Linked DNA regions of Mus musculus: regions 1, 2, 3, 5 and 6 are each linked to region 4. A link is a contact called in public promoter capture Hi-C data. All regions are on one chromosome and are shown on one strand. The core of a region is the stretch at or near the end of the contact, and the rest is flanking DNA. Distances in the headings are between cores, read along the strand shown. Region 1 holds the start of Fubp1 (far upstream element (FUSE) binding protein 1). Region 2 holds the start of Dnajb4 (DnaJ heat shock protein family (Hsp40) member B4). Region 3 holds the start of Ptger3 (prostaglandin E receptor 3 (subtype EP3)). Region 4 holds the start of Tyw3 (tRNA-yW synthesizing protein 3 homolog (S. cerevisiae)). Region 5 holds the start of 4930592C13Rik (RIKEN cDNA 4930592C13 gene). Region 6 holds the start of Zzz3 (zinc finger, ZZ domain containing 3).

Evidence for each region. Promoter capture Hi-C pulls out the DNA fragments that hold promoters and counts their contacts.
Region 1: a contact with region 4 is called in a promoter capture Hi-C map of pre-B cells, with 4 times the contacts expected there. The contact joins the promoter of Fubp1 here to the promoter of Tyw3 in region 4. A contact is called at or near these places in 3 of 39 promoter capture datasets (hippocampal neurons, liver and pre-B cells) and 1 of 484 Hi-C or Micro-C datasets (B cells).
Region 2: a promoter capture Hi-C map of liver shows a contact between it and region 4, with 2.8 times the contacts expected there. The contact joins the promoter of Dnajb4 here to the promoter of Tyw3 in region 4. A contact is called at or near these places in 2 of 39 promoter capture datasets (liver and pre-B cells), 1 of 484 Hi-C or Micro-C datasets (B cells), 1 of 115 datasets of contacts at active chromatin or transcription factors (astrocytes) and 2 of 9 other capture datasets (adipose tissue and liver).
Region 3: a contact with region 4 is called in a promoter capture Hi-C map of pre-B cells. The contact joins the promoter of Ptger3 here to the promoter of Tyw3 in region 4. A contact is called at or near these places in 9 of 39 promoter capture datasets (the 3T3-L1 cell line, the C10 cell line, cranial neural crest and 5 more) and 2 of 9 other capture datasets (liver and macrophages).
Region 5: a promoter capture Hi-C map of the SN4741 cell line shows a contact between it and region 4, with 4 times the contacts expected there. The contact joins the promoter of 4930592C13Rik here to the promoter of Tyw3 in region 4. A contact is called at or near these places in 18 of 39 promoter capture datasets (the 3T3-L1 cell line, 3T3-L1-derived adipocytes, the C10 cell line and 13 more), 2 of 15 datasets of contacts at CTCF or cohesin (large pre-B cells and pro-B cells), 15 of 484 Hi-C or Micro-C datasets (3T3-L1-derived adipocytes, CD4 T cells, the G1E-ER4 cell line and 9 more), 19 of 115 datasets of contacts at active chromatin or transcription factors (the NIH/3T3 cell line, acute myeloid leukemia, astrocytes and 16 more) and 3 of 9 other capture datasets (adipose tissue, liver and pancreatic islet).
Region 6: a contact with region 4 is called in a promoter capture Hi-C map of liver, with 9 times the contacts expected there. The contact joins the promoter of Zzz3 here to the promoter of Tyw3 in region 4. A contact is called at or near these places in 4 of 39 promoter capture datasets (hippocampal neurons, liver and pre-B cells) and 1 of 9 other capture datasets (adipose tissue).

What each region holds. Positions count from the first base shown.
Region 1 is chr3:152,208,847-152,213,334 of GRCm38.p6, forward strand. Fubp1 (far upstream element (FUSE) binding protein 1) reads left to right here and starts at 1,576. Exons shown (of 20, transcript NM_057172.4): 1 at 1,576-1,854. The coding sequence starts at 1,747. It overlaps Gm40180 (a long non-coding RNA gene), which reads left to right. Exons shown (of 3, transcript XR_867759.3): 3 at 1-42. It also overlaps a transcript of Dnajb4 not described here.
Region 2 is chr3:152,192,015-152,196,405 of GRCm38.p6, forward strand. Dnajb4 (DnaJ heat shock protein family (Hsp40) member B4) reads right to left here and starts at 1,831. Exons shown (of 3, transcript NM_025926.5): 1 at 1,363-1,831. The coding sequence starts at 1,573.
Region 3 is chr3:157,563,917-157,568,441 of GRCm38.p6, forward strand. Ptger3 (prostaglandin E receptor 3 (subtype EP3)) reads left to right here and starts at 2,960. Exons shown (of 4, transcript NM_001359745.2): 1 at 2,960-3,929. The coding sequence starts at 3,102.
Region 4 is chr3:154,594,330-154,598,757 of GRCm38.p6, forward strand. It overlaps Tyw3 (tRNA-yW synthesizing protein 3 homolog (S. cerevisiae)), which reads right to left and starts at 2,769. Exons shown (of 6, transcript NM_172474.5): 1 at 2,524-2,769; 2 at 125-205. The coding sequence starts at 2,697. It overlaps Cryz (crystallin, zeta), which reads left to right and starts at 2,382. Exons shown (of 9, transcript NM_009968.4): 1 at 2,382-2,955.
Region 5 is chr3:157,530,961-157,535,401 of GRCm38.p6, forward strand. 4930592C13Rik (RIKEN cDNA 4930592C13 gene) reads right to left here and starts at 3,130. Exons shown (of 2, transcript NR_152231.1): 1 at 3,050-3,130. Zranb2 (zinc finger, RAN-binding domain containing 2) reads left to right here and starts at 3,205. Exons shown (of 10, transcript NM_017381.3): 1 at 3,205-3,514. The coding sequence starts at 3,459.
Region 6 is chr3:152,394,049-152,398,680 of GRCm38.p6, forward strand. Zzz3 (zinc finger, ZZ domain containing 3) reads left to right here and starts at 1,955. Exons shown (of 14, transcript NM_001080755.2): 1 at 1,955-2,090.

The DNA.
Region 1 (4,488 bases), core at 326-2,825, 2.4 Mb before region 4:
AAGCTGATCCCAAAGTATTCCATACTACAATACTCACCTTCCCGGTATGCAGTGTTGTAAAAAATGAGAAATGAAGGTCCTTTCAATATTTAGAAAAAATCTAAACGATAATTGGTTATAGGGGGAATAAATAAAACTCTGAATTATTTCAACCAGACATCTAACTAGTATACAAATCTAATTAGTGAATAAAAACATCAATTACTGATGAGTAAATGCTATTTGCTGGGCAAACTTCCTTAAAACGCGACTGAAATACTCTCATTAGCTAGTTTTCCTACATATTGCTATGATTAAATCTGTAGCCCAATACCTTTACTGTTTTTCTAAATCCACGGACATTCCTAGACATCCATGAACAGGTTAAACAGGTCAAACTGAGCTATCAAATGGCTAAGACAGAGCTGGTTTTAAGAAAATCATGCTGTTTGTATCTGCCAGCACCTGACTTAGTAACTGATAGTGGGTACTGGACACATAGTTTCCGGCTATCGGAAAGCCAAGGGAACATATTTCTCTCATTCTAAGATTGGTGTTAAGAAAAATGCTTCTTAGACTGAGAGGGGGGAAACGTCATACATTAGACAGTCCATTTTGCCTTTTTCTTAGCTAAACTGAGAGCAGGGATCATTGTGGCATACTAAGTATAAACAGAATAAAGGCCCAAGAACCCTCATTCACCGTAGTAATTGCCAGCATTAGGCTAGCATGGCTAAGACACGCTCAGGAATGGTCTGGAGAAACGTGGTTATTGGCATATATGACAAATATTAGAAACTGCCTGCAAAGCCAACTAGTCCAGAAATGAAAATTCAGACCATGACATTGATCTGACTACCCGCAGGGGCGCGGGGGGGGGGGTGGGGAAAACGCAGTAAAGCCGGTTTGTGTCAGGAGCATGACACGTTCGTGACATAAGGGGCACATGGTAAGACTGGCCAAAGACACGCAACGCTAGGTGTCTACATACTGGATGTGCAACACTCACGTTTTTAAAGGACAAAGGGCGGTCATACTTTCACCATCCGCTCGCCCACACTATTTTACATAAGAGACTCAGTAGGCAATCGGCTCGAGAACTAAGGGCCCGGTGGTCTGAGTTCCTCCCCGCTTGTGACCGGCCCGGGTGGAGACATGGGCAGAGGCAGCTCGGCGCCCCGGAGCATGGTGGGCTCCCGCCGCCGGGCCGCAGACGGTTCCGCAGCGTCGCCGCGGACGCCCCGCACGCCCCGTGCGCGCGGCCCTCGGGCTGTGCGGCCGCGCGACACTGTTGCGTGACGTCCCCGCCCGACGACGTCAGGCCCCTTACTACGGAAACACGGAAGGACACTAGCTAGCTCCCTGATCCGCGACGGCCTTTCCAAGTCCCCTACAAGCGCGGGCGGCACACTTCCCGGGCGCCACTGCCTCAGCCGCCGAGGCGAGGGAACAATGGCCCGCACTCGCGCTGCGAGGAGGCGCCCAGAGAGACCCTACTCTCGTGGGAGCCCGGTCAAGTCTCGCGATATTCTTCGCCCGGCGTCCCTTCTCTGTACCCTCCACCCCCTCTTCACCCCCCGCCAATCGCGCGTCAGCGCTGAAACATCGCGGGATTTCCGTCTGCCAGTCTCCGCCCCTTTACGGCACGATGGTCGTGCAAGAATGTGATAGAGCCTCGACGGCCGCCATCTTCTTCCTTTCTTAGCAGTTAACCGAGAGCGGCGCCTCCCTCCGCGAGGAAACGGCAGCGTGTGCTGTAGCGTGGGTATGGCCGACTACTCCACAGTGCCTCCGCCGTCGTCTGGCTCGGCTGGCGGCGGCGGCGGCGGAGTCGTTAACGACGCTTTCAAAGATGCCCTGCAGAGAGCGCGGCAGGTAAGCGTGGACCGACCGCGCGGCGGCTTCCCCTCCCCGACCCCCGAGAGCCGCCGGCGGGGCAGGTCCGGCCCTGCTCGCACTCGCGGCTGCCGCCCGAGGAGATGGCGTCTTCTCACGAGGGGTCCCAGCGGCTCGAGGCCGAGCCCGTTGTCGTGGTCTGAAGCGCCCCCCCCTCCCACGCGCTCTCCCCGAGCGTGGCCTCCACTTCCGCCCCGCGCGCGCGGCCTCGCCGCCCCGTGCGCCCTGCCTGCCCCGGCTCCCTCGGCTCCGGTTCCGCCCGACCCAGGCGCGTGGAAGGTTCTGGGCGCTCAGGTCACGGCGAGGGCAAGCCAGGGAGGGCCGGCTGCCTGGCTAGCGGTCCCCGCCGCTTCCCGCGCCGCCGAGCTCTCCACCCTCGCCGTAATTAGCCTAACGTTCCCCGCGGCGTTCACCAGCGAGGCTCTCCCCGGGGCGGGATCTGCGTGCGATCCACCAATCCTTTCCCCAGCTCCAAATGGCCCCGGGCCCTTTCTTCCCCAGCCTTGAGTTTGAATCTGCCTCTCTCTTCCCAAGTCGAAGCCTCCAACCTCTTTGTGCTACGTAGGGACGTACTGTTGCCTCGAATGGCAACCATTTTCCCAGATGAAAAGGGTTGGATAGATAAGAGTCCTTGCATTTGACACCCCCCCCCCAATAACCTGAACGTCAATGTCTTCAAGTAGCCCCCGCCCCCGACTTCTTTGTAGCTTAAAAATGTATAATGTTGCCTTGCCGGGTGGGGTGGTGCTCGACTTTAGTCCCAGCACTCGAGAGACAGAGCCTGGCAGGTCTCTTGAGTTTGAGGCCAGTCAAAACGGCCAAGAGGGACCTGTCTCAAAAAAAAAAGTATGTTATGGAATTTGCCTGTAAGGTAAAATAAACCCTTATGGCTCTGTTGTAGTTGCTAGACATGAGCAGGTTTTTAAAGCCAGCTTTGACTATACTGGAAACTTCCTTCAGGACCGAAAGATTACCGACTCAATCAAGGTTTATCAAGTCTACCATAATACAGCAAGCACACTTATCTAGTGCATAGATACTGAAAAAATATATTTATTCATACAGAGGGATTCCATGAGCAATGTGGTTGGTGTACATAGAAGTCAGAGGACAACTTGTGGGAGTTGATTCTCCTTCCATGTAGGACCCTTTGGTCAGGTGTAAGTTGTTAGGCTCAGGGACAAGTGTGTCTGCCTGGGCATCTGAGGAAACTTTTTGATGCAGGGCCTCTACCGAAAGCCTAGGCAGGCCTGAGGTTTAAGGCTTCCTGCTGAATTGTCTCTAGTGTAGGTGTACTCCACCTCTCGGCTTTGGAAGCTTTTTAAGTGTGTGATTTCTAGTCTTGTGAGATAAAAATCGAACACGAGTGAGCAGACAGCTTTGATGATAAAGTAAACCACAGCGGTTACATAAATAGTCACACTGTGAGGCAGGCGCTGTACAGGACGCTGCTGGAAAGGGATGCCTCACTGAAAGATGGGTGACATTCATATAGTGCAGTGAGGAGTGGGAGTCTGGCCAGCATAGACAAGAAGCTGCTGCTTGCTCTACAAAGATCGAGGGTTTCTGGAAGGACAGCTCTAAGAGGTAGTCAGCTAATATAGGATAACATAGGAGGAGGAAAAAGGTGGGAATGTGAGAAAAACTATGGATAGATTCCATTGTTAGCAAGCATTGGCTGTGATAATACAAGTGTTTATTATAGATGATAGTATCTGTTACACCTTTGGACATTCTGGGTATGTAGAAATTCCATCAGGACCTTGCCTGTGTAAGTAAGGGACTAAGGTCTCACTATGTAGTTCTGGCTGTCCTGGAACTCACTGCCTACCTCTGCCTTTAGGACTAAAGGTGTGTGCCACCCATGCCCAGATGAGATTTTGTTTTCAAAATGAGAGTCTTTCTGCCTCACCCTCCTGAATGCTGGAGTGACAGGTCTGCCTACACTGATCCTGGCACACTTACTTTTTCTAAAAATTATTTTCTTTATTTACATTCCTGCCCACTCACCCCCAGTTCCTCACACCATTCCTTCTTCATCTCCCCACCTCCCTTCCCTGGGGCCTCAAGTCTCAAGGGTTAGGTGGATCTTCTCCCACTGAGACCAGACCAGGCAGTCCTCTGCTGTTACACACACACACACACACACACACACACACACACATATACACACATAAGCCAGGGAACTTGGACCAGCCCGAGTGTGCTGCTAGGCACACTTTTTATAAGTTTGGTGCAACTGTGTCTTTGAGGATGAATGTGCGCATTGTTAAATTTTCCAAAAGGAAAATTTGAAAGTTGCTGTGGACCCTGCCTAGGAAGCACTAGAAGTAGATTTGCACTTCCACCTTTAAAACTACTAAAGAAAGTGTGGGCTAAAGTGTAGGAGATAGATGTTTTCACGTCATTACCTTCTTAGAATTATCTTTAACTCCAAAATTGGTGAGGGTGGGTCAGTGAAGAAAGTGGTAAATGCTGGTTTGGTTTGATTTTTGTCTGAAGTAAAAAAGCACAGAAATACAGTAGAGCAAAAATCAAGTGGAAAGCTTGAATTATTTCTGTGGGTTAAAATAAAAACATTACTTACACTTAATGTGTGTTTAATAGAAACAT
Region 2 (4,391 bases), core at 581-3,080, 2.4 Mb before region 4:
CATCTTGCTTCTTGTAATTACTCACTCACTTTGTAAGAACTTGACACTGTGGATTTGCACGAATTACAACCACAGGCAGCAGCATGCTTGGGACTGACCCAAAATTAAAGCAGGAGGAAAAGGGCCCACCACTGCTCTGAGTTGTCGGTTTAGTTTGCTTAATGCATGGCCCTGTTTGAAGGACTTCTAATTAGGGAAATCTGGTGTTTAAATGCTATAAACAAGGGGAAAACAGTATGTTTCCATAGCCACCGTGACTTAAAAGACATTAGGGGAAGAATAATGCAAAAGAACTTTAGTCTGTTTTAACACTTGAAAACCCCAGAACTCACGTGAACTAATGCATGGTTGCCGCTGCTGCTGACTGACAATTTCAAACTCCTACTTTATGGCCACATTTACGACATTTATGGACATTTATGGAGATGCTGGACAAAATTCGGAATGGTAAAAGGAGATTCTCAAAGGCTACTGAGCTCACTGAGTCCTGATCTCAGAAGGCAAGAAAAAAAGTATGGCTGAGGGAAAGGGCAGCTGTCATGCTTCCTCTTCAGCCACATAGTAAAATTTCCAAAAGAAATAGTTAACTAAAACAAACTCAGTCATTGTTCCAACTAGGTGGCCATTTTGGGTTAGAGAAGGAGAGGGAGGGCGGGAGGGCGGGGGGGGGGGGGGAGGAAGAGAGGGAGGGAGAAAGAGAGAGAGAGAGAGAGAGAGATCTTGTTCTCCTGGCACAATATTAACTGTTTATAATTAAGCTAAAAACTTGTTCTGGTATTTTATGACATCAGGGAAATTCTTTCCTCTCTAGGCAGATTGCCAAAAACAACTAGAAGCTAAATGCCTGTGCCTTCTGCTTCTACGACACACCACTCCGTCTTGTTCAGTTTCAACTAGCGTCGCTCTAAAAGGACAAAAAACTTCTTGTTTTTCTAAATAAAACATAAATGGCCCAGAATTTGAATTGCCGATCTTAAAATTTTAAGTGACTGAAGATTCTATTAATTCTGGCAATAAAATCATTAAAAACAAAACAGGTTGCATAAGACTTTTAAACAATTCATTCACAGGCATGAGAATTTAAGGTTTCTTTTAAAATATAAAATGCTAAAACAATAAGTCTAACAGGAGAATATGAATAATACAATATTCTAAGAAAAAAACCCACAAAGACAAACATGACATTTCATTCATAGCTCATTCAAATAATCAAGGATTAAACCTTAGTTTTAACCTGTTATTTTTCTTTTTATTTTAGTATGTCTGATGTTCTCATGTAACGATAACCAGAAGGCTGAGAGAGAGAGAAAAAAAAAAGCTACGATTCAGACACTGCCAAAGGTACAGAAATATGCAGCTTACCTTCTTCGCCAAACTGATCATATATTTCTCTCTTTTTAGGATCACTCAGTACTTCATACGCTTCTGCGACCTCTTTAAATTTTTCCTCTGCTTGAGGAGATTTGTTCTTGTCCGGGTGAAATTTGAGGGCTTGCTTTCGGTAAGCCTTTTTAACATCTTCATCTGTAGCTCCTTTGTCAATTCCCAAAATGTGATAATAGTCTTTCCCCATTTCGAATGCCTTGAAATGAACTTAGATTTCCCTTTGTAAAAGAAAACAGCGTCCCCAGGCTTAGCAACACAATGATCCTGAGAAAATAAAGCAAGCTGGGTATCTTACAAGTTAAAGCAAATCAGCAACTCGGCTCAGCTGTCCAGAGGCAGCAGGCAGCGTCTCTATTTAATTCCTCCCCGGCAGCTCACTTACAGATAAATAGACACCGCACGGAGACGGCCTCAGCTAGACCCTCCCACTTCAACTACGTGTCTCTGTACTTTCTAGAACAGCGAACGAACGAACGCTACAGGACGTCACTTTCCCAGCGGCCTCTAGGCAAAGTACTGAGCTGTGCCTCTCCTCCTCCACGATTAACTATTCCCTTTCCTTCGTCCTAGCTGTACCCTTTTATTTCCTGTGGATTTAGCAAACCAGCACAGAATGCCGCAACTACATATACATTTACTCCATTAGAGGTAAAAAGGCAACAGAAATAATTATAGCCATTAGGCATCCCATGTTAAACTGATTATACAGTCAGAAAAGCCCTCAACTTACAGTAGGTATTCTAACTTCAATTTCAAGTTACCTAGCTATAAAATGTGCAGAACTAAAATATGAGGTGTTTACATTTAAAATCTTCAAATAATTTGGGTCATTTTCAAAATTTCTGGGGTCTATCGATCTGAAAAGTGAGGGAGCCACTATATAAAATGTCACATGGTAAAAGGACTGTTATAACATTGAAAAGCAGTATTTTAACATAAATAGGTGACTTAAGAATGGTTTTAACTAGGGGTTCTTTTTTTTGGAGGGGGGATAATACTTAATAAACCATTCCTTATCACAATGAAACGGAAAAGCCCATTCTGAGGGGGTCTTTATACTGCAGGGAATGTAGGGGAGAGAGGATCAGATTCCAGCACGCTCAGGTCAGTGTAACTGTCACCCGGGACCAGTTTACGGCCTGGATGGATTAGTTAGGAGAGGCAGTTAGGTAACAAGTTCCTTCAAAACACATTTCCCCTAATTTTAAGTATTTACTTGTTGACAAAGATTTTTTTGAAACAAGTGGGGGGGGGTTTTCTCCCTATCTTTTTAGTATTCCCTTGTAATATTAGTATATTTCATACCTTTAAAAAACATTTGTTGCGATTTGTTGTAATTTTTTAAATCAACAGTTTTAATCATTTTACATTTATATGTTATCTGATGCTTTCCTTCTTTAAAAATGTATCTTGAATAGATGAGAAATATTTTGAATGTAAATAACTCATCTTTTATCTCTTTTGTGGGTTTTCAATCTGTACCAGCTGGCTTTGTGTGTCAACTTGACACAAGCTGGAGTTATCACAGAGAAAGGATCAGGATCAAACATTTCTTTTTCACATTCCATGTCCCAAAGACCATGGGGAAGTTAACATCAGCAGTCATCATGAGAGTGCGACTCTGAAAGTGCATATGCCATCACACTCACCTATAAATATCTACCTGCTAATACAGGTGTAGGGGGTAGACTTGAGAGAGACTATGAAGAGAAGAGAAACTACAATTAGTAAATTAACTGCATTTAAAAATTGAATTCTTCTATTAACATGAAGCTCGAATTCTCCTTGTTTTATTACAAGTATCTAGCCTGCTGTATCATGCAATAATTCAGGACTCAGAAAAGCATAAATTTATTTTTATGTATATCAAAAAGCTTAAATGTGATTATTTTATCAATGTTAACAGCAACAAAGTTTTTGTGCATAATAGTATGTTGAAGTCAAATGCTACTCTATTTTAATGACAGGTGGATGGGCCAGAGGTAATTAAAACTCTGAAAGTCACTGATTTTGCTCCTAGCACTTTACTCAATGTTCTTACTCGGGATGCTATGCTTTAATAACCGTACAAGAGTGGTCTGTACAGAAGACAGCACTTACACCCCATACCTACAAGTAGAACACATCGTCCAACTGACACCATCTTTCTCTAACTTGATTTTCATTTCTACTTAACAAAAAACTCTTAGCTGTTGTGATGGTTCACACTGGAATCCCAGCACTCAAGGACTGAGGTAGATGAAGGCCAGTGTAAGGCACACAGTGAGCTCAGGGCCAGCTTGAGCTATGTAATAAAACCCTGCCCTTGATATACTGTGAGGAGCACAAAGACATGCGCTGACTTCTAGAACTACTTAGAAAAAAAAATCAATTTTAAAATTAGGTCACTAAAAAGGCTAACGCAGGAGAATGGCTAGTTTTAGGCCAGCCTAGGCTACAGAGAGAGATGCCGTCTCCATTAATTATTAAGATAATCTCAAAAATATTTGAGAACATACTAATATTTTACTGATGTGCTTGTTAAAAATTTTTCTACCAATATTTAATTTTTAAACAGGTCATGTTCAATCCTGGAGTTTTTCTTTTATGTATATGTACTGGCTAGTTTTGTGTCAACTTGACACAGCTGGAGTTATCACAGAGAAAGGAGCTTCAGTTGAGGAAATGCCTCTATGAGATCCAACTGTAAGGCATTTTCTCAATTAGTGATCAAGGGGGAAAGGCCCCTTGTGGATGGGACCATCTCTGGGCTGGTAGTCTTGGGTTTTATAAGAGAGCAGGCTGAGCAAGCCAGGGGAAGCAAGCCAGTAAAGAACATCCCTCCATGGCCTCTGCATCAGCTCCTGCTTTCTGACCTGCTTGAGTTCCAGTCCTGACTTCCTTGGTGATGAACAGCAGTATGGAAGTGTAAGCCGAATAAACCCCTTCCTCCCCAACTTGCTTCTTGGTCATGATGTTTGTACAGGAATAGAAACCCTGACTAAGACAGTATATGAGCACAATGT
Region 3 (4,525 bases), core at 1,710-4,209, 3.0 Mb after region 4:
TCTGGTTCTGAGGCCAAGTCCCTAGGGACGTTTAATGTGGTAAGTTCATACACATTAGCTGAATATTAAAATGTGGTTGAATCTAAAAAAAATGATACAAATGAGATGAATCATTTGCATATTGAAATTAAAATATTAATATTTTAATATTAATCTCTAGAGATTAATTTAATCTCTAAAGCAGAATTTAAATGTGACGATAGGTGAATATAAGCTTTAATGTTTTTGAAAAATGAAAATACGCTCCTTTTATTTCAGCCTCCACTGGTTTATTGGTTAATCAGAGATTCAAGTACAGGGCTGAGCTCATTCCCTCAAGCCTGTGGAAATGATCAGTCTAGTGATAAGATTTGTAATCCCAGCAATGGGGGCAAGGGGGACAAGGATCCTTATCCCTGAGGATCACGGACTAGTCATTCTATCCCAATTTGTGAGCTCCAGGAGATGAGAGACCCAGTCTCAAAGTACATGGAGGGAAAGAGGAGAACATGATCAGGTATTGGGGTGGGGTGGGGGTGACACTGGACTGAAGCCCCGAGGGCCAGCAGAAAGAATAGAAACAGTCAACCTATGGCGGTAGTAGGTGGGGGGACCCTCTAGAATGTATTAGAAACCTGGGACATGAGAGACTCTCAGGACTCAAAGGTAGGGGCCTTAGATGAAATGCCCTACAGTGGGGAGAGGGAGCTTATAGAGTCCACCTCCAGCAGAAAGACAGGACATCAAGTGAAGGGATGGGGTTGCCATCCTACAGTCAAAAACTCTGACCCAAAATTGTTCCTGTCTGAAAAAAAAACCTGCAGAGTCAAAAATGGAGGAGAGCCTAAGATAAAGAAGGTCCAGTGACTGGCCCAAATTGGCATCCAGCTCAAGGGGAGGCCTCAAGGCCTGACACTATTACTGATATTATGGAGTGTTTACAAACAGGAACCTATCATGACTGCCCTCCGAAAGGCCCAACAAGCAGCAGCTGAAAGACTCAGATGCAGATATTTACACCTAACCAATGGACAGAGGCTGGTGACCCCTGTGGTTGAATTAGGGAAAAGCTGGGAGAAGCTGAGCAGGAGGGCAACCCAATAGGAAGAGCAGTAGTCTCAACTAACCTGGACTCCGGAGATCGCTCAGACACTGAGCCACCAACCAGGCAGCATACACCAGCTGGTATGAGGCCCCCAACACACATACAGCAGAGGACTGATGGGTCTGGGTTCAGTCAGAGAAGATGCACCTAACCCTCAAGAGACTTCAGGTTTCAAGGAGTGGGGAAGGTCTTGAGGGGTGGGGGGTGGGGAACATCCTCTTGGAGCCGGGGTTTTGGGGGGAGGAGGAGGTATGGGATGTGGAACAGTTAGAAGGCAGACCAGGAGGGGGATTAAAGAATTAAAAAAAAAAATGTTTTAAAGAAATTCTCTTTAATACAAGATAGTGCATGTTAGCAGTTTAGCCACTAGAGGGGAGTGTCGTTTCAAATGAACTAAGTCAACTCTTGGCAGCTAGCAAAAGAACCAACAGGAAAACAACCAGGAGAATCTAAAAGTTACTTATTTGCAGGGTGAACAGCTAAAATGTAGGTAACTCTGGCTGGGAAAAAAAAAATGCTTCAAGAAGAGAAGGGTTTCTGAAACTTTGTTAAGAGCTGTCAACAAAGGAATACACATGGCTCCAGCTGCATATGTAGCAGAGGATGGTCTTGTCATGGTATCAAGTGGAAGGAGAGGTCCTTGGTCCTATGAAGGTTGGATAGATGCCCCAGTGTAGGGGAATCAAAGGTGGGGAGGTGGGAGTGGGTGGGTGGGTGGAGGAACACCCTCTTAGAAGCAGGGGGAGAGATGTGATAGGGTGTTACAGGGAGGGGCGGGAAAGGGGATAACATGAAATGTAAATGAAAATATCCAATAAGAGAGAGAGAGAGGGAGAGAGAGAGAGAGGGAGAGAGAGAGAGAGATTGATTAACTATCTTTGCCAATACATGTTCTTATGGTCGACCTTCTCAGTAAGCATTAGGCAGGGGGAAGTGACCTAATGAATAGAATGCTAACCACTCAAAGGAAGACCTGAATTGGGATTCCCAACACCTGAGTAAAAGTAGCCTGGCTGTTGGGCTTGGGTGTGTGAGGCCATACCAGGCCGGGAGTCACAGTGGAAGACACTCCATGTTGAAGTCTGACCTCAATGTAAATACGAAAGGACTCTCTCTCTCTCTCTCTCTCTCTCTCTCTCTCTCTCTCTCTCTCTCTCTCTCTCTCTCTCTCTCACACACACACACACACACACACAGCGGGGTGGGAAATAGGGGGATGATAATGTAAACAAGTTAGTTATTAATAAATATAAAATTTTTGATCTAACTAAAGGGTGGCATATTTTCTTTGATGTATGAATTCCAGAATACTCTTAAAATTTAAATGTATCATTATACTGAAATGTCACTCAGTGAAAATGTGAATTTGCTATGTACTTTCACCTGTGTGCTTACTTGGTTTTGGATTTTTAAACTGACATTATCCTAGAAAAGTATTTTACCAATATGAGTTTGGAATTAGTCCAAAGTAAAATAAGGCAATAGTTTCAGGAAGACTTAAAACACAAACTCATCCCTATTCTTTCCCAGATGTGAGTATCATATGTATATACATATGATATTGATACATATACATATATATATTTATATATATATATTAAATAAAACAAATTCAATGACAGTCAAACATGAGGAGAAATCAGCATTGCGATTCACGCAGCTACTAACATGTCAGATTTCGTCTTTTCTCCAGTGTCACGTAACCCAAAGGCTGATGAGCACTTTACAGAGTCCCAGAGCTGGAGAGGCAGACCTAGGGGGCGCGGCGCCAGGTGATCCCAGCCCACACCGCCCTTCGCCTGCCTACTCGCAGCACCGCCCCTCGAGCTCCAAGGCGCGGGAGGAGCCTCGCGCGGCGTCGGGCGGCGCCTGTCCAGTCCCCGCAGCCTAGCGCGGGAGGCGGCGGGCGATGGAGAGCAGAGCCTGGGCTCCGGCTGTCCCCCAGTGCACTCTGCTGCTATCCCGCAGCTGAGCCGGGAGGCTCCGGCCCCGTGCGCCCTACCGTGGCCCCGCCACTATGGCTAGCATGTGGGCGCCGGAGCACTCTGCTGAAGCGCACAGCAACCTGTCAAGTACTACCGACGACTGCGGCTCCGTGTCCGTGGCCTTTCCCATCACCATGATGGTCACTGGCTTCGTGGGCAACGCGCTGGCCATGCTGCTCGTGTCGCGCAGCTACCGGCGCCGCGAGAGCAAGCGCAAGAAGTCTTTCCTGCTGTGCATTGGCTGGCTGGCGCTCACCGACTTAGTGGGGCAGCTCCTGACCAGCCCGGTGGTCATCCTCGTGTACCTGTCACAGCGACGCTGGGAGCAGCTCGACCCATCGGGGCGTCTGTGCACCTTCTTCGGGCTAACCATGACAGTGTTCGGGCTATCCTCGCTCCTGGTGGCCAGCGCCATGGCCGTGGAGCGCGCCCTGGCCATCCGTGCGCCGCACTGGTATGCCAGCCACATGAAGACTCGCGCCACGCGCGCGGTACTGCTGGGCGTGTGGCTGTCTGTGCTCGCCTTCGCGCTGCTGCCGGTGCTGGGCGTGGGCCGCTACAGCGTGCAGTGGCCGGGCACGTGGTGCTTCATCAGCACCGGGCCGGCGGGCAACGAGACAGACCCTGCGCGCGAGCCGGGCAGCGTGGCCTTTGCCTCCGCCTTCGCCTGCTTGGGCTTGCTGGCTCTGGTGGTGACCTTTGCCTGCAACCTGGCGACCATCAAAGCCCTGGTGTCCCGCTGTCGGGCCAAAGCCGCCGTCTCGCAGTCCAGCGCCCAGTGGGGCAGAATCACCACGGAGACGGCCATCCAGCTCATGGGGATCATGTGTGTGCTGTCCGTCTGTTGGTCGCCGCTATTGGTAAGTAGTTGGTAGAGTGGGGGCGTTTGTAGGGAGCCGTAAATGTAGGGAAACTTTCTGAAAGTGACTAGCACCCAGAATTCCTGCCGCTCATGCGGCCCCGGGTTGCAGCCTCCAGCCAAGAGCCTAAGCCGCTTGCGGAGCTTACAAGAGCTAGTCAAGTCGGTCCAGACTTGCCAGGCGCTTGTGAAGATGCAAACAGCCTAGGCACAGAGGTGGGTAGACGCTGCTCAAGCCAGTGCAGACTGATGTTTGCCCCTTGCGTTATAAGAGGAGGTATGATGACAACTCTAGCTCAACCTGCTAATCCCGCTGCGATGTTTGGGCACCTGGGAGCCAGGCAGGTCCTATGGCTTCAGCCGCACAGCAACTAACCTTCTTGGCAAACTGTCTTTCTGTTGCCAGCACTAAAGGTTCTCAGGTAGCTACTGTCTGCAGGGAGGGTCAGGAAGGCACAGATGCCGCAGCCCCCTAAGAAGCCGGGTACTGTGTACACCAAAGTGGAGGACTCTCCAGTAGCACACACACACACACACGCACTACCCCCCCCAACACACACACACTTGTGCCCCCCCCCCCCATCCTTATAGAGGAGT
Region 4 (4,428 bases), core at 1,519-4,018:
TAAATAACAGAGCTGAATGTGAGATTTGAACCCAGTGAGCCATGTGCCCACCCTCACCTCTGTGCTGCTGAAGAGGCAGGCCTCCCTGCTGAGTTGCAGATCACTTTTTAACTTAAAAACTTACCACATCGTCTCTCGCACACGGTTTGTGTGTGACCAGCAGCCAGCAGCAGTGTTGCTTCTGAACTCCAGAGCCTTCTGTGCTCTAAAATGACAGACAACTCAACTGTAAAACTTAGCAAGATGAGTACATTTGCATTGTAGAACATGGTGGGCATTCTTAAGTTAGTACTCAGAAAGATGACTGAAAAATAATTCAGTGTATTTTGGGTAAAGATAACCTAGGAGAAAAATCAATTCAAGTAACTTAGGGCTCAGATGGTAAAAGTACTCAGGTGTCTTCAGAAACAGGGGCGTGCTTTTGGTTTGCTTCTGTGTTTGTGTTGTGCTGCTGGGGATGAAACCCAAGATCTTATGAATGGCAGCTGAGCACACCTACCCTGGGTCACAAGCCTCTCTGGGCATGTGTTTGCTGGAAGAAAAGGATGAAGGACTTATATGTTAGCAGTATTTCACCATAAAAAAGTGAAAAAGGGAGAAGGCACCTCCTGTAGAACAGGGTGGCTAACACTACGGAAGGCCGACCATTTGCTGACGTCTGGGATGGGCACACCTTTCGACATGTTCCTCACCACTATGGAAATGTATTTGAGATCCCTAAAGTAGACTGCATATGCAAAGCAGCGAGGAGCAATGTGTCAAAGCTCTGGAGAGGCTGTCATTCCAACAGCGACCTAAACACTGCTTCTTTGCAAATTCTAATCGGTATATACAGATCCTTCCCTCAGAGTCTGCAAAGGGAGAGCAGAAAACCACACACATGAAGACCACCGCATCTCTACAACAACCACGCACACAAAGCTCTGGAGGCTCCTCTGGGAGCTGGTGGGGGAAGCGTGGGCCCTGAACGACCGGTTTTCATAGTGAGGCTCTAGGAACATGGGCTGGCTGTTATAAACAACCTCCGAGCCAAATGAGTGGTTTATGCTTAGCAAATGTACACAATGTCACACCACGACTTGGAACATCTCTGGCTTACCTATGTTTTCTCCACCCTGATTTTTTTTTTCACTTTCCTTCTTTTCTAATAAAGCAGAGTAAAAATAAATAGCCACCAAGTATAAGATACATAAGCTAGACAAGGTTCAGAAAGCATCCTATGACAACTCAGAATGGACAGCCACTCTTAAGTGGGCACTGTGCTTGTCTGCACCTCTTTCTGTGTCTGGCATAACAGTGGAGCTTGGAGAGTCGTGTCTCAGCTATGTAGATATAGGGGAAGCATTATAGGACAGCTACTCCAGAAGCTGAGGCAGGAGGACCACAGGTTCCAGGAGTTCTTGGTCTATTAAATGTGTTCAAGATCAGTCTATGCAGCTTTGAAAGATCCTGTTTTAGAAGGTTTAAAAAAAAAAAAAAACAAAAGGTAGGGAGGAGGCTGGAAGTTTCACTCAGTGGTAGAGTGTTTGCTGAGCATGATCGAGACCCTAAGTTCGGTTCTCAGTACTCTGCCACTCCTAAATGAAGAACAGGAACAAGACAAAGACAAGTAACTAAAGAAAATAGTTCAATCTTGGCAGTTGGTTAAAATGAGGAAAGGATTGCAGGTTACAGAACAATATAAATTTGGATTTTCTAAAGTAAATTCTGCTTAAAAATGAAAATATATAAAATATATATCATATTCTATTATGATTATATTTTGTATAATCATAATTATAATATGTTTTCATTATAGATATTTTACACATAGTATATACATATATATTTATACATTTATAAATATATTATACATATATGTGTATGCATCCCTCATATGCATATACATATGAATGTGTTGTGAAACATGGCTTGGAGAAGAGACAACAGTGTTTTGGAGACTCGTCTGAATAAACCCAGGCAGGGCAGTTGTAGAAGAGGTGTGGGCAGCTAGCTTGTGAGCAAGAGTGTCCATGAACAGAACGGGAGTGGTGGAAGCAATATAAACATGAACAGACCTCGATAATCTGGGACTTCAGTACGTGAAGAACCAAGCGGAACCTAGCGACTTTTAACCAGCAATATGGGGCCAGGCACGATGAGAAATGTTGGAAATAAATTACCCTATTTCACGTGTTGTCTAGTTATCCTGTGTTGTGGGACAGGAAGAGGATGAGAGCGTGCAGCCAGGGGCTTTGACCATGTATCTACAGTACTGTTTCATTTAGAGCTAAAATGCCCAGGGCTGTAATAATGACACCGGCCACCAGGGGGCAGCGACCCCTTAACCTTCGGGCGCCCATCTCATAGCGACAGTGATTGGGTTAGCGCGGCTCGAGGGCGAGCGTGACCGAAGGGACTTGGAGACTCGAGCTCCTCCAGCGCTCTGTAAATCCAATCCCCAGCCTTCGCCACTTAAGCTAGCTCCACCATCACCCGGAGGACGCATTAGCATTGCACAGCCTCCCCCGGCCCGGGCCTCACCCCGTCCAGAAGGAGGATGCGCCCTGCGCAGGAGCTGGTGGTGAAAAACTCTTCCCGCGAGTTCAGGAGCTCCACCACCTCCACCGCGTCCTCGTCCACACTGCCCTTGCGGCTAAGGTCCGCCTTGCTCAGACTCTGCGCCTTCCACCGGCCGAACTCCGCGCTACGGTCCATGAGCGAGCGAGCGAGCTGGGGTCGGCTTTCTGCTCTGGAATGCGCCTTCTTCTCCATGGGCGCAGCCATATTGCCGCCACGGTGGCCGGAGAGGACCAAAGTTCCCCATTGGCGCAACCAGGAGCAAGACGTGCGCCGCCAGACCGTACAGGCGTAAACCGAGAGGGGGAGCCTAGCGAAGTTAGGGAAAGCCAGCCCACCTCTTTCCCCACAGACCTTCTGGAGCTTAGGAGGTTTTGTTTCCTACTCTAGAGGAGGGTAAGTCACCCAGGACCGCAAGCAAGGTCCTACTCTTGTCTGCCGGGAGGCTTTTTTTTTTTTTTTTTTCTTTCTTTCAAGTTCTAGGCTCCAGGAGATCTATCTGCACTGGAGAACTGCACAGCAGGCGGCCGGTGGTTCCGACTGGGGTAGCTGCCTACTGATGCCTGGGGATTTCTGCCGCCACCCAGGCACTCGCGCCCCAACTCCGGGTTCACAACTTCCCAGGTGCAGGTAGAGGAGGTCTGTGTTCTGTCCTCCGGTGTGTATGCAGTGGGCGTTGTTATTCCTATTTTTAGACATAGTGGCACCCACCTACAGTAGTCTTCAAAAGAAAGAAGAGAGACCTAGAGAGAGTCAGAGACAGAGGGACACAGAGAGGGACAGAGTTAGAAAAACCTAATACATTGTTAACTACATCTTGCGCATTTACAGTTCCCAGAGTTCCTGCCTCAGTCTTGTGACCAGAAAAGACCTGTTAATGATTGAAAGTGCAGAGGCCACTGTGTGGACTTCGTGTCCACCTCGAGCCCCTGAAGCCACCATAACTCCCCGCTGGCTCCTGCCCTAGGAAATGCAGCTTGTAGCAAGCAGCATTCTGTCACACTGAAGCGGGGCCTGCCCTGTCCATGAGATGCTGCAGGGGTACAGAGTGATCAGTGTGAAAGCAAGACCGTGACAACATCATATAGCCAGAAGACTTGGACTGGATACTTTAATTTTCATCATTTATTCGTGTTTCCAAGTTAATAGTAAGCCACAAGCTTCCATGAGCCATTCTGGAACAGTGGCAGTACATTTTATAACTATGAGGCCTCTTTTTTAGTCTTCATTTAAAACTCTCTCTAGAAATCAATTTTATTTTATTTTGCTCTTTTTTCCACACCGTGTGTATTCCTGGTGCACTCAAAGGACAGAAGAGGGTATTAGATCTCCTGGGACTGGAGTTAGAATAGGTTTCGAGCCTGAGTCACCAAGTTGGTGCTGGAAAGCCAAATGAAGCCCTCAGCAAGAGGATAACAAGTGTTCCTTGCCGCTAGCCCTAACCTTGGCCCTCTGCACTTCATTAGTAATATGTCTTTCCTCTTGAGTTTGAGAGTTGACTCACTAACTCTATGTTAAGATATACATACGTCTAACATATCCCCTACCCATTTAACTTTCATTTAAACCAATGAATGAGTTTCAATCAGTCTAGAGGAGGAATTTTTAACTGTGTATGTCCTAGAAATAAAAAGTAAAATAAAAATAAAACAAGGTACTATAAACAGTTTTCACAACATATATATGATAGATAGAAAAGCCCATTTAAACCATAGCATAGTTAACAAACCAAAGAAACTAGGCATGATGGTGCATATACTAGGAAAGCTGAGGCAGGGGAGTTATCCAGAGCTCCAGACCAACCTGGACTACAGTGTGAGATGCTCCAAAGTGGCAGAAAGCTCCTCCTTGTCCAGTGTGAGACCATGA
Region 5 (4,441 bases), core at 1,880-4,379, 2.9 Mb after region 4:
TACTTTGTGTCTGGATTTCTCAGTTTAATGTGGGTGACCCTCATGGTGTTCAATGCAGTTTCAATGTCATTCTTACTATTGTATATTGCATTTTACTAAATGACTAGGTGGTTATCAGTTTGCTCTGGCTACTACTGACAAAGTCTGGAAACTTACAACTGGAAGCAACATGGGTAATGAAGTTATGAACTCTGTTGTACATACCTTCAATAGAAACATTTGCAGGGCTTAGGAAACACCCTGAGAAGTTTCAGGGTCATAATGTATGCATGCATTTGTTCAGATTTAGTGGGGTCTGACAAGTATTTTCCAAATATAAAAGGCTACTTGACTTGTTCTAGGGTTACATAAAGTTCACTGGATTAAAAATCCCATAAAATAAACCTATTTTAAGCTGAAAAAATGAATATACATAACTGACTGAGCATATTAGCTTTGTGACACAGTACACTATAGAGTATAGGTCCTTCACCCTCATGATAGCTCACTGTTACTATCCAGAATCTTAAGTATACCAATATCATTAGATTATGAAAAATTCATAATTCAAACTTTGAAATGCACTGGGTATCGTATTCACACTGTTATGAAATTAAAATAGCATAAATCAACCCACATGCAGATGAAGACACATTGCCTGCAATCAATAAGGACTCTGGCCACCCTATAGCACTCTTTGTTCACTTTGATGGGTGGGTCATAGTTTTATACATTATGGTTTTAATTTTACACTTCCCTGACTTGCAGCAACAGAGGACAGGACAGGACAGGTTCACTGCTATCTGTCTTTCTTCACTAACTGTATGGAAAACTTAGATAAAATACACCCTTATCTATGGGCAAACTACCAAAGAGAGCCAAAGCTTAGTAGGATGGGTATAGTATGGGTTTGTTGATAGTTGCTTTTTTTTTTCCGCTATTTTCTCTTGTAGCTAGCCAGGCAACTAGCTAGTAAATCTGTAGTAACAGCACAATTAATAATAATTGAATTAATTTAAAAACAATTTTTCCAACCGTATGAACTGGGGAAATGCACATCTGTGCGCTACCAGATTGTAAAGAAACACTTAAAATATTTCACAGCTCTCCTCCCACCCAGAGTGAAAGTATAGGAGAAACTATACTTTCATATAATGACAAGGAGAGGAAGTCTCTGTACTCTTACATGTGTGGAGGGGGATGGTGGGGGGTGGGGGTGGGAAACATCCCATACCTTTCTCTTTCCCTCATCACTTCACCCTGTGTTAGGGCCCTAGTCAAATGCTTTAGCTATGACAAGCTGCTAAAAATCCAAGGGAAACCTCGTATTTCTCACAAAAGGGCCAAGAAAAGGGAACACTGAAAGACAGACTACGTGAGAGGAATCTAAGAAAGAGATGGACAGAGAGGTATGTCCTCCAAATCTAGTCTGAACCCATACAAGTTCTGTGCTCAAGTATCAACCAAGCAAAGCAGGATGGATATGATTCATGTAATGAACTACAATTAAAAGTACTGCTAAGATACCAAAACAATTCACGTGTTTGTGTGAAGGACAGATAGCAAGATCAAGATAGCAGGGGATGGAGAGTTGGCTCAGTGGTTAAGAGCACTGACTGCTTTTCCAGAGGTCCAGAGTTTGACTCCCAGCACCCACATGCTGATTTCACAACCATCTGTAACTCTAGTTCCAGGGGATCCACACCTTCTCCTGGCCTCTGAGGGCACCCAGCATACATATGGTGCACAGACATACATGTAGACAAAACACCCACACACATAAAAGCACAGCTAATACTCAGCGGTGCCAACTGATATAGAACCATTACTCACACGCAAGACTGAGCCTGTGATGCCAACCCCAGGATTGCTTGCTAAAAGAAAATAAAAATTCCACATTACCCAAGATAAAAATCCAGGAAAAAATCAGTGATTATACAATATGAAATAACTGGGAAGGTGTGGACAATTATCAGAATAAAATACATCCAAGAGCTTTCAAGTGAGATGATCAAGATGAATATAAGTATCAAAAGTGTTAGACATTAAAACCAAAGCAGTTTAATGATTTTTTTTTCTCCTGGATAAGAGCTATATGCGAGAAATATAAATGCCAGAACCCGTGTGCACAAATGTTCACGAGAGTTGATCAACAATGCCAAAACATAGATTTGGGTGTTAACTGTAAGAATATTTGCAAGAATATTTGCATGGGGGAGGGGGGAGCTAGAGAGATGGCTCAGTGGTTAAGAGCAGTGATTGCTCTTCCAGAGGTCCTGAGTTCAGTTCTCAGCAACCACATGGTGGCTTACAACCATCTGTAATGGGATCGGATGCTCTCTTCTGGTGTGTCTGAAGACAGCTACAGTGTACTCCTATAAATAAAATAAATAATCTTTTAAAAAGAATACTTGAATGCACGTTGTGACAAAGTGCAGGGTTTGGGGCTTAACTGTCACAAGAAAGAATTGTGAATATGCATGACTGAAATAAAAGTGAGCTACATGCAACTAACTGCAAACTCAGAAACTACGCGGAACTAAAAGCAACCCTCTGTCACAGTAAATTGTACCATTTCTCACTTTAAAAAATAAGCATACAGTATATGAACTAAATCTTTTATAAAGAACGAGAATAAACCCAAAGGGCCAGTGTTAAATCTGGGGAAAGGTAGTGAGTTGGGGTCAGAATTGTATCAATACTATTTCCTATTTCTAAAACCTTGGGGTGGCTCCTCTGTGTACAGGGCTTATCTCTCACACATATTAAATATTTTTAAAGCTAAGTTTTTAAGCAACAGCCCAAGAAGGAGAGATATCTCCCTTCATTAATATGACTTTTCCATCCAAATACTAAGCAGCCTAACTACACAAGCCAGGTGGAGCTAAAAGTGAGACCCTATGTTCTCACAGGAAAAAAAGTTTATCTTTTTGACGTGGCCTACAGAAGCCTGACAGAGGTTCCAAGTGGTATGTATGAAACAGTAATGTCCGGGGCAACCTGGTTTAATCCTCAGTCTCTGTCCAAAAATAAAAATAAAGTATCTTCTCCAAAGACTCGAGCCTCCCACCTTATTGCTCGCCCCAGTAAACCCTAGGCAACGCGCAAGCCCGTGGGCTATCGAGCCGCGCCGAGTCACTTCCGCCTCTGCGCCCTAGCCCCGCCCCGGAAACGGAAGCGCCTTTCTCTAGGGTCCTTCGGCCTGCGGAGAACTCGGCTGCGATGGCCGCCGGGCCGGGCTGTCCTCACAACGCCTGCTCAGGAGCTCGGTAAGGCCGAAGCGAAGCAGAGCCTCAGGACGGGCTGCTGGCTCCTGGGCGTCGTCTCCGCACCGCTGCTCCAGGCTCGCGGTCCGGCGGTGTGAGTTCTCCCCCACCCCAGGGAAGGGCGGGTCCGGCGGCGCGAGGACAGCCCGGCGCGAGGCCCCCGCGGCTCCGGTGGGGACGTCGCTGCGGGCGGCACTGCTGCTGGCGTCCAAGATGTCGACCAAGAATTTCCGAGTCAGTGACGGGGACTGGATCTGCCCTGACAAGAAGTGAGCGTGGCGGGATACCGTGGGACCTGGGGTGGCCGGGAGGTCCCTGTGAGGGCGGCGACGGGGTCGCGGCCTTTGTGGGGACGGCGGGGCGGTCGCTGCCGGCCTTGAGCGGTCGCGGGCGGCCCGCACGTGACCCCGCGCGGAGCTGAGCTCACGGTTCAGTGGCCCTGCTCCGAGCTCTGCCGGGGCCGCTCGCTGTCCCTCCCTCCCTCCGTCCCTCGCTCCCTCCCTGCGGCCGCCGTGCTTTCGGGCCTGCGATCCGTCCCCAGTGACTTGGCTTTTCTCATCCTCCTGCCGAGAGGCAGGAGGCCTGGGCACGTACGTGGCCGGGAAGCCGGTGTGCTCCGCTTATGGCCACAGAGATCGTTCTGAATAGGTGTCCCTATTTTTAAAGAAAAGTGATGTACCAGCTCGTGTTCTTGGAAAGCCAGAGTCAGAGCTGAAGGAAACCCGGGTTTACTCTTCTGTCTACTGCAGAGCGTCTAGCCTGAAGTACCTTTGCTAGAAAATACATTGCTCGACTACAGTTAACACCGAAATAACATGGGCAGTGTGTGGAGAGCAAGGAAATGATGTCACTCAGATCCACTTGGTTGGTATCAGACTGATATCAGGCTAAGCATACCAAGTCAGCAGACTAGAACCGAGATCCTCTTGGACTGTCACTGCAGGAACTGTGTGACACTTTGGAACCCTTCAGAGATTAAGACACCAGCCTCTCTGCCTTCTGTGTGACTCGTAGAAAACTGTGCTCTTGTGTTCTTACTGAAAGCACCCATGTATATTTTGGGAGGACCCTTCATTCAAAGTCCTGTACACCTAAACTCGGCAGAAACTAAATGTTATTTGTACTGAATATGTAAATCAAGGAGACAGTTTTCAGAATATATTTTCAGTTTTACTTGGAACGTGTGTATTTTTTTT
Region 6 (4,632 bases), core at 705-3,204, 2.2 Mb before region 4:
AAGTGTTTTTCAACCTGTGAGTAGGAGTGCTTATAGCTCAGTGGAGTGTTCTCTCTTAACTCTTTCTCTTCAAAACTTCATGTGACTCAGGCTGGCCTCAAACTTGCTTCGTAGCCTATAATTCCAGTACTGTGAGGCAGAGGCAGGAAATGAAGAGTTCTAGGATGTATACACACACACACACACACACACACACACACACACGGATGGAGGGAAGGGCAGGGAGAGTATTGTAGATCAGCCTTGACTATAGAAGCTTGCCTCAGCGAAAACAAGCTTCAAATCGCAATGCCTGTTTTGCCAACAAATGTTAGCAAGGCCATGGGTTGGGTTTCTCTCTTATGTTTACATATTAGTGCCGGGTGGTGGTGGTGCACGCCTTTACTCCCAGCACTCGGGAGGCAGAGGCAGGCAGATTTTTGATTTTGAGGCCAGCCTGGTCTACAAAGTGAGTTCCAGGCCAGCATGGGCTACACAGAGAAACCCTCTCTCGAAAAACCAACAAAACAAAACGTTTGCGTATTAGTGCGGTGGTACCATTCCCACGGAAGAGAAAGGGAAAGTAAACCTGTGGGGACCTTTATCGTTACAACCATCGTTCTCTTGGAAACGGATGACAGTCCAATAATGGCGCGCGCGTGCGTGCGTGCGTGCGTGCGTGCGTGCGTGTGTGTGTGTGTGTGTGTGTGTGTGTGTGGCTAGACAATGCTCCCAGCAGCAGATAAATTCTGACCATCCCAATAGTAGCTAGCCTATGCAGGTAGCATATTGCCTGGCTGGGAAATCGTGTTATTTTTATATCTCTGCCTATTGCAAGTCCAACACAGTTCAATAAAAACCATGGGAGGGTGTGCTGTGGTGAGGCCTTATAGACCCCACTACTAGGAAAATTAAGGCAATGGAGAGCAGTGTCTCTAAGACACAAGATGGCAGGTGTGATAGTCAGTATAACTATAATTGGTATTCTTTATTTTGGAGCAGATATTACTCTGAGTTGAATTGGAGACAACCAAATACAAGTCCACTTCTATGATCTAATAACTTACGAGCAATTGAAAAGAAACCACACTTACCCACTTCCTTGGAAAAACAAAACTGCTCCAGCTAAGGAAAACAAAGAAAGGCACTGAAGCCATACTGCACAGTTGCGAAGAGCCCCAGTTAATGGATTCTACCAGTGGACTTGGTATTTTTTGGAACACAATCTAATAGCCAAAGGGTTGCATGAGCGTCCCCACAGCTCAGAAGTGGTGGCCTATGGTGCTATCAACCCAGAGGAAATACTTATCCCTGTAACTGAAGGCGGGCATTACTTTGCTGCACTGCTAATACTGTATATTTGAAAGGGCGGTGTTATGGATTGAACTCAGAGCTTCACGTAGTTCCGGTAAGCACACGCTGAGCTACATAAATAACCAGTTTTCACTATGGGTTGAGCCATACTTGGTGCTGGACACAACTGTGGGCAAAAGCTAAGAGAAAAGACGCCCTGCCTTTAAAGAGACTTCATTCTTGGCGGGTAGTGCTGTTTAAAGGTACGGAAAATAAAAGCGGTGGAGAAGGTGTACTCTGGTGGGACTGCCGACGAGTCGCGGTGGAGCTGGGGAAGAGTCCTGCCCTAGGGAGGGAGGTGAGCAAAGGCTGGAGAGGTGGGCGCCTGCGTACTGAGCGGGCGGCGGCTGGCGCGGCAGTCCGGGGCGTCGTGCGGAAAGCGCCGCGGGGCCAGGCAAGGTCGGGACGCGGGCGGGGAGCCTCTCCGGGAAGGTAGAGCGGATCACAGCACGCAGCGGGCTGGGCCGGTGAATCCTCCCGCCCGCCGGCCGGCCGGGTCGGGATCGCTGCAGCGGCCGCGGCCACCAGTAGGTGGCGCGCCGAGCGCCCGGCTCCCAGCGTCTCAGAGCCGAGGAAGGAGGGGACCGGAAGGAGCCGCCGCTGCTGCGGGAAGTGGAGGAGCGGGAGGCGGGGACCCACCTGGAAGCGCCGCGGCGCCGCTGTGGCGCTTCCTGCGGCGGAGGGCGCTGGAGCCAGTGCGGCGGCCGACGGCGGCCACGCGGGCGGCGCCTCCCGGAGCGGCCCGCCCCACGCGAGAGGTAAGCGGGATCCCCGGGGCGCGTGGCGGGGCCGGCGCAGGGGCGGGAGCGGAGCGCGGAGGGAAAGGCGCGCGCGGGGCCGGAGCCCTTCAGAGCGAGCGAGCGCCGGGAGGGGGTGGCCGAGGCGGCGGCGGCGGCGGCGCCCCCACGTGGGCCGGGCGCGCGCGTTCGCGGCTGAGGGGGCGGGGAGGCCTGCGGAGGCGCCGGGCGCGCGCGCGGGGCTCACGTGACGGCCACGTGACCGGAGGCCAGGCCGGCTGAGGGCTAGCGCGGTCCTCCGTGGCGTCCGGAGGGCGGCAGAGGGCTGAGTTTGGCGTCCCGCCTTTCCTTCTCCCCTCAGACGACTCAGAGGAGGAATCCAGGGCGGGGAAGGCTTGCCTCTCCTCCCGTTTGCCCGCGGCCTCCCAGTGCGAGGACGAACCACACGTTCAAAGTCCCGAAGTAGTGATTAGCTTCCCCCACGCCGCCATGTTGGCTCCAGCGCACGCCCGCCCGCGAGATGCCAGCGGGTCGGTATCGCGAGATCTCCGGACTCTCGCGGGACCTGGTTGGCAGAGCGGTTGCGCTGGATGGCGGAGCCCCGGGTTCTCGGGGCCCTGGGACCAGTAACTCTTTTCCTGCAGGCAAGTTGTCGGGGAGGGGCCGGGGCGCGCGCCCGGGCGCCGGGAGCCTTCGTGCGCGCGCCTCGCCGTCGCCTGCGGCGGTGCAGAGCGGCTGTCGCGCGCCGCGCTCCTCCCGCCCCCGGGCGCCCGCCACCTGCGGAGACCTCCCCGCCGGCCGCTGCCCGGCGCTCGCTCGCCGGCCCGGAGGCCGCTGCCAGCCCGCCCCGCCCGCCGCCGCCCCCTCTGCCCAGTTACCCTCTCTGCAGACAGCTCCACTTTCCTGTCGCCTGTGGCTGCAGAATCTTCCCCCAGTCTCCCAACAGAACGCATAGCATCTCTCGTGTCCGGGCGTCATTTAGCCACCCACTTGTCTATTGGGAAGTTCTCCTCGTCACCCTGGCTGCTGACAGTAACTTTTGGCAGTGTTTGGGAGGCCCCCTCACCCCTGACAGTACCCGAGGTCAGAATACAATCCTTGTTCTGTACATGCTGATAAACTCACGTCGGTAGGGATTGGGGCTACCATTTTTGGTATTCTGGGGTGCCGGTTTTGTTTTGCAGAAAATAGTAGTGGGTTTGTTTTAACGAAAAATCCCGCTACTTCTTAAATTTGAGGTCGGTCATAAGTGTCTTCATGAGTCAATCACTTTTTTCTACTTAGAACAGCCACTCACAAGTCAGTTTACCATATTTGTTTTCATTTCTTTGTATTCAAAAGTATGGAAGCTACACAATCGGGAAACTAGATAGATAATTCATTCATAGTTATCCTGTCCGCCCCACCCCTCGCTCTGAGACAGGCATACTATCTGTATCCCCGGATACTCTAAAACTGACTAGGTGGGCCCGGATTCATGGCATTTGTTATCACAGCCAGCACATACCATTTTAAATTTTTTATCATTTACTTATTATGTGCCTGTGTATCTTGGATATTGTATGTGCTCAGCTCTCTGGAAGCCAGAAGAGGGTGTCTGATCCCCAGGATCAGTATTACAGGACTTTCTAAACTGTTCAGAGTAAGGGGTCTGAACTTTGGACCGCAAGACAGAGCAGCAAGCACTCTTAACCACTGTCTGTCTCTTTGAAACTACAAAAGTGTACTTACTACCTACAGAAAGGGAGAGTAAAATGCTCTTTATTCTGTTTTACAAACTTCTCAGTTTTCTACCCTGAACCTGATCATTTTGTGGTCCGTGCTTTGTCCTAAGTTGTCAGGGCTAAGTTGGAGGGCTGATTTGGTAATAAACTTTCATAGCATTTACAAGCAGCAAATTATCCACTAGATAAAATTATATAGTGTTAGATCTGTTGTCAGGACTCAAGTGTAGATAACTTGGTGAAAGTATCTAATAGCTCCAATAATAGAGCTTTTGTTTGTTTTTGCAGTGGAAATGTTCTAGGGTGCTGGTAGCTTTGCACACAGAAAGTTCTTTTAAAACAAAGATTTAAGGAAACATCAGCTTTATAATTTTTAATGCTTATGTAAGTACCAATTATGCATTCTAAACCAAAAACATGCCTATGGATGTTAGTTCTTTTAAAATTTTGACCCTGAGTTTTAAAAAGATGCTTATTTTATGTGTATGTGCCCTAGTGTTGTGGTCAAGGAGGCCTTGAGGGTCAGAAAAGGATTGTCAACAGTCCCTGGAGTTACAGGCGGTGGTTGTGCGCTGCTATGTGGGTGCTTGGAACCAGAGGATCAGCAGCAAGTGCTCTTAGCTGCTGAGGTGTCTCTTCTAGCCCCTCAGAGTAGTAGTTTAATCCAATCACTAGAACGATAGACACCAGTAGTTAATACAAACATCTGCTTACATTAGGAGCACTAAGTGTCATTTTTGTCATTACTCCTCTGAAAAAACATAGCAGTGGTAGAATTCTATTTAAAAATTCAAAAAGCCAGGCAATGTAGCTCATGCTGCGCTGGAACTTAGTTCCTC